Regions from separate parts of the Rattus norvegicus genome. Here region 1 is linked to region 2. The links are chromatin contacts, called in public Hi-C maps. All regions are on one chromosome and are shown on one strand. Each heading gives the region's core, a stretch centred on a gene start, on an enhancer-like site or on the middle of the called end of the contact. The rest is flanking DNA. Distances are from core to core; before and after follow the strand shown.

Region 1 (2,899 bases), core at 105-2,604, 140 kb before region 2:
GAAAGGAGAATTAGTAGGAGAAAAGTAGGTGGGATAAGGAGCTGGTAAAAGCAAGGACTGAAAATTGTGGGGAAAAAAGTAACGGAGGGAGAACTCTGGAAGCTGAAAGCATGACAGTGCTGGCTTGGAGAGATGGGCAGAGACTGACAACCAAGAGCCTGCAGGCCTCAAGCAAACTTTTTTTGGCTTCAGGAGCAGTGCCACATCTTCTGAAGATCTTGGATGGGGAAATGACATCAGGTCAACCGCTGCGAAGTACTGGGTAATGAGGTGCGGGGTAATGTTAGGCAAATAGTGATAACTTCTCTGCATCTGAGCATCAGATCAAAGACCGGAAGGAATCAGACTGGAAGGTGAGAAGAACAGGTGACTAACACGATTTAAACTTCGCAAAGCATTTCACCGATTTCCTGAAACTGATGCTACGTGGGTAATACAGGCTTATAATTAGCACTGATGAAACAGCCAGATTCTATCTCCAAAAACAGGTGAAGCATAACTTGTTATTTGGATGTCCCATATTAGCATAAAACTGATTTGAAGATACATACGTACATACATATATGTATATGTATGTATGTATGTATATATATATAAATATATATATGTATATATGTGTAAATATATATATATATTTCTTCAGCTATTTAATCTGATGCTCAGGTAGGCAAGTGAAAACACCTTAGAGGGAATGAACGTGGTTAGTAAGCCGGTACAGGCTGGAGGCGGGTCCTGAAGGAACAGTACACCCGAGAGGGTGGTAGGGGCTCTATGAAGTAGGGGATTTTCGGACTTTGTTCCTATTTACATCGAGACTGGGAAGACTAGAGGATTCTAAACGGGAGTGACAGGATCTATAATGAACTAGGGGAAGAGTGAAGCCATCCTCGCGGTGACCTGACAAATTTCCAATTATGCAAAGAATCTGAAACAGCCTCCAAGGTGCCCGAGTCAAGACGCCGAGGCCGCAGCCGGGAGCTTACCTGTCCTCCAGAACCGACTCCAGGGGCTCCACCCCGTCGGTGTCCACGGCGTGCAGCTGGTCGGCAAAGGCCACGGCTTTCTCTAGCCGGTCCACCGCCTCGCGGCTGCTGAAGTTCACCAGTGCCAGCCGCTCCAGATGCTCGACTACCGCGGCGGACACGCGATCGGTGCCCTCCGGGACTAGGCGTGGAGCCTGGGTCTTCGGGTCCGCCGCCTGGACCTTTCCGCGTGGACCCACTTTGGAAGCAAAACTTCGGCCCCGGTCCAGAGGAGCCCGAAATTGCACCCTCGCCGCCTGTGCCCACATCTTTGCTTCTCGGCCTCCGTAGCGACAAACGGTGGGGCGACGTGCGCGCGCGTGACGACATTAGAGTGCGTCGCCGTCACTGCAGCTGCGGTCGCCATGAACAGCGTCGGGGAGGCTTGCACTGACATGAAGCGCGAGTACGACCAATGCTTTAACCGCTGGTTTGCTGAGAAGTTTCTCAAAGGAGACGGCTCGGGGGACCCGTGCACCGACCTCTTCAAACGCTACCAACAGTGTGTCCAGGTGAGCTTCGCCCGGACCAGCCGCAGGGCTGCAGCAGCCCTCTTCTCCGCCATCCCACCGAAATTGCTTGGGTGTCGCCGCTTGATACACTGGGATGTTTTCGCGGTGCTTTGCTTTTTACATAGTACATTAGTATTTTGTTGTTGTTGCTCATTTGTTTGGTACTTATTCCAACCTTGCAAGTAGTCATAATTATTCGTATCTTTAAAAATTGCCGTGGCCGGGGCGGTGATCGCGCACACCTTTAATATCCTAGCACACAGGAGGCAGAGGCAGGCGGGTCTCTTGAGTAAGAGGCCACCCTGGTTTACAGAGTTGAGTTCCACGACAGCCAGGACTACACGGAAAAACTCCGTCTCTGGGCGGAAAAAAATGTATGTGTTCCCGTCCGGGATATGTGTTCCCGTCCGGGATAATGTCGGAGACAACTAACGGAGTCAGTTTTCTCCTTTCACATTTATGTGGGTTCTGGGGATAAAGTTCAGGACACCAGGCTTGGTGACAAGACGTTCTGTTATCTATACTTTACACATGGAAAAACTCGTACTCAGAAATAGGAAGTGATTGTTCAAAGGCACTGGAGTCTGGTGACCTCGATTATTTTGGTGGTGTCATTTCACTGTTAAGAGTGGATGTGTTTACCGTATGTTTTAGACTGCTAAGGAATTGCAGAGGTCCCGTTTTGTTACGATCTCTTCGTTGCTCTGTTTTTCCTCCACCTGTTGTACCAATAAGGTTTGATTTCAGGCCAGCACTTTTTTTTTTTAAAGATTTATTTATTTTTATTTATATGAGTACATTGAAGCTGTTTTCAGACACACCAGAAGAGGACATCGGATCCTATTAGAGATGGTTGTGAGCCACCATGTGGTTGCTGGGAATTGAACTCAGGACCTCTGGAAGAGCAGTCAGTGCTCTTAACCACTGAGCCATCCCTCCAGCCCTCAAATCAGCACTTCTAACCTAAAACCATCCCCTGGATTCCAGAAGCTACCTTTAGCCAGTTCTCAGACAGTGAAGGTGACTCAAGGTCACATAGCCGCTTAAACTGAGATTCATATTAAACACTGTCACTAAGATAGAGATAGGTACCTGAACTGACCTTCCCAAGAGCAGGCGTGCATACCACACAGGACTTACATGACAGTCTGCACGTCGGTGCTGCTTGGTAAACCAGTGCTAGAGGTACTCACTTTTAATCCCATGACTCAGAGGCAGGCAGATGTGAGTTCTAGACTACCCGGGGCTACACAATGAAACCTTGTCTCAAATAAAGGGTGCCCCTTGTATTGTGGGTTTCAAGCCATTCCAGTTCAGTCTGGTTTACCTCTGTACCATTATACTTCAGTTACAAAACATGGACTG
Region 2 (2,978 bases), core at 433-2,932:
GCAACCACATGGTGGCTCGCAACCATGTATAATGAGATCTGATGCTCTCTTCTGGTGTGTCTGAAGACAGTGACAGTGTACTCATATGTAATAAATAAATCTAAAAACAAAACAAAACAAAAAAAGACAAAATGTACCTGTCCACTCCCAGGAGTACCATTCAACTATGAAAAATTTGCCATGGTAATCCATGCCTGGAATTGTAGCACTGGGAAAATAGAAAGTTCTTCCAGAAGACCAGGTGCTGGGTTCAATTAACACCTACAGTGGTGGCTTAAGACCATCTTTAATTCCAGTTTCAGGCCCTCTTCTGGACTCTGCAATCATCGGGAGGAAAAGTGGTGCCCAAGTAAGTGTGTGGGTAAAATGCCCAAACACGTAAAATAAAATTTAATTTTAAAAAATTACATACTTAAAACAATTTTTGGGGTTAGGGATTTAGCTCAGTGGTAGAGCACTTACCTAGGAAGCGCAAGGCCCTGGGTTCGGTCCCCAGCTCCGAAAAAAAAAAAAAGAAAAACAAAACAAAAAAAAAAACAAAAACAAAAAAAAACAAGGGGGCTGGAGAGATGGCTCAGCGGTTAAGAGTACCCGACTGCTCTTCCAGAGGTCCTGAGTTCAATTCCCAGCAACCACATGGTGGATCACAGCCATCTGTAAAGAGATCTGATGCCCTCTTCTGGTGTATCTGGAGACAGCTACAGTGTACTTATATATAATAAGAATAAATCTTAAAAAACAAAACAAAACAATTTTTAAGTTTATTTTTGTGTATATGAATGCTCTACCCACATGTACACCTGCACCCCAGAAGAGGGCATTGGAACTCATCGTAGATGGTTGTGAGCCACCGTGTGGTTGTTGAGAGTTGAACTCAGGACATTTGGAAGAGCAGCGGGTGTTCTTAACCGCTGAGTCATCTCAGCAAACTTTTTTTTTTTCCTTTTCTTTTCTTTTTTTTCGGAGCTGGGGACCGAACCCAGGGCCTTGCGCTTGCTAGGCAAGCGCTCTACCACTGAGCTAAATCCCCAACCCCCTCAGCAAACTTTTAATAGGCCATTGTTCTTCACCTGTTACTAATGTAAACTTATGTCATAGTAATATTTATATTTTTGTTAATATTATTCCTCGAGGCACTATTTGTTCTATAACTCTTCTTGGTTTAAATCGGGTGGATTTTTTTTTCCCTCCATGAGATATTTGATATTTGAATTTGATATTCCAGGTTTGTTTGTTGATTTTTTTTTTTTTTCTACAAGGTGCTGGGTACCAAAACCAGGACCTCTGGGACGCTAGGTAATCACTGTTTACCCTGCATTGTAAATTCTGCTATTTGGATACAGAAAAAGACAAGGCACACACACTTTCCTGGTTTTCTAGTCGTAAAGACAAACCTTTGACCAGTCTTTGATATAATGCAGGAGTTATATAGTGACAGGCACACATTTTAGGCTTGGCTTCCTTTTCTACCCATGAGCTCAGGACTCTGCTTTCTCCATGACATTCTCCAGCTACATGTGAACGGCTAAACCGTCGGGTTTTGCTGGGACAAATCCTCCGTGTCCCCTCGAGAAAAAAGAGGACAAATAGAATCCCTTGTAAGAATGCTCAGCGGGAAACCTACAGCCGGATCTGAACACTTACCTTCTCACCCAACAGTGGGACTAGCTTCTTACATGTGCATCTTGGGAAGTGTAGTCCACGAACCCGATATAACGGAAAAAACTACAAGTCCCAGAACCCTACGTGTCTCCCACGCCAAGGTTCTACGCCGCTCCACCACGGTCTTCCGATTGTCTTTCCTGTTCAGCTCAGTTTAGGTTTCCGGTGTGCTGCTGACACCTGAGGCAGTTATTGCCTTTTGAGGTTTTTGTGTGTTCGTTCGTTCGTTCGTTCGTTCGTTCGTTCGTTCGTTCGTTCGTTCGTTCGTTCGTTCGTTCGTTCGTTCGTTCGTTCGTTCGTTCGTTCGTTCGTTCGTTCGTTCGTTCGTTCGTTCGTTCGTTTTTTCTGGGTTGTGTTGCTTGCTGGAGAGAAGGTCTCACGTAGCCTAGTCCGACTCCAAATTCCTGATCCTCCTGGCTCCACCTCACATACCCTGGGATTAGAGGCTTCTCTGCCACCATGGCCCGCAAAGAAGTGGTTAATATTCCCCATGCCCGGCGTGCAAAATAGGATCCAAACAGCCCTAATTTAGGAATTCGCTGTCTTCAAGAAACTTTCACTGGTAGCAGGGGACAACAATCTCTGCTACTCAGTAGGCTGAAGCGGAAGAATCACGAGTTCAAGACCAGACTGGGTGATTTAGTGAGACCTCGGTCTCTAAATAATACTGTAATAGGGCTGGGGCTATATAGCTCAGTGGTAGCACGTTAGCCTAGCCCAGGGTAGGCCTGAGTTCATACTAGTGGGCATTTCTCCACCATAGACGCTTTTTAAAATAGATTTAAAAAAAAAATTTTTTTTAATGTTTTTGCCAACAAGCATACAGGAGCTCCAGAAGGCCAGAAGAGGGCGTCAGCTCCCCTGGAACTTGAGTGGCAGCCGGTTGTGAACTGCCATGTGGGACGGAATCTGAGTCCTCTGCAAACAATGCACTTAACCAGTGAGCCAGCTCCCGACCCGCTCCCCAAAAGACCCTTTCTGTTTTTGTTTTTTTGAGACAGGGTTTCGCTGTGTAGTCTGACCCCTTTAATAATAAATAATTGGTCCTCCCCCTCCCCCCACTTCTGTTTTTGTTTTAATTTTTTGAGACAGGTTCTCACTACGTAGCCTTGGCTGGCCTGGAACTCATGGAGATTCTCCCACCTCCGCCTCCCTAGAACATGGGCTAACAGTGTGTGCCACCACGTCGGCAGATTGGACTTGATTTCCTCTTAAGTACCTATGTTCCCTTCCACTGCACAGTGCTTAAATTTCCTACCATAGGTTAAATATTGACAGGGGCCCTTGCCACCAGCTTGACAGCACAACTCTGATCC

Evidence for each region. A called contact is a pair of places that touch in the nucleus more often than the background predicts.
Region 1: a Hi-C map of hepatocytes shows a contact between it and region 2, with 2.4 times the contacts expected there. The contact joins the promoter of Triap1 here to the promoter of Sirt4 in region 2. A contact is called at or near these places in 1 of 12 Hi-C or Micro-C datasets (hepatocytes) and 1 of 1 datasets of contacts at active chromatin or transcription factors (oligodendrocytes).

Annotation. Positions count from the first base shown.
Region 1 is chr12:46,929,221-46,932,119 of GRCr8, reverse strand. It overlaps Triap1 (TP53 regulated inhibitor of apoptosis 1), which reads left to right and starts at 1,354. Exons shown (of 2, transcript NM_001126099.1): 1 at 1,354-1,534. The coding sequence starts at 1,388. It overlaps Gatc (glutamyl-tRNA amidotransferase subunit C), which reads right to left and starts at 1,300. Exons shown (of 3, transcript NM_001108339.1): 1 at 984-1,300. The coding sequence starts at 1,291.
Region 2 is chr12:46,790,634-46,793,611 of GRCr8, reverse strand. It overlaps Sirt4 (sirtuin 4), which reads right to left and starts at 1,682. Exons shown (of 5, transcript NM_001107147.2): 1 at 1,645-1,682; 2 at 138-317. The coding sequence starts at 160.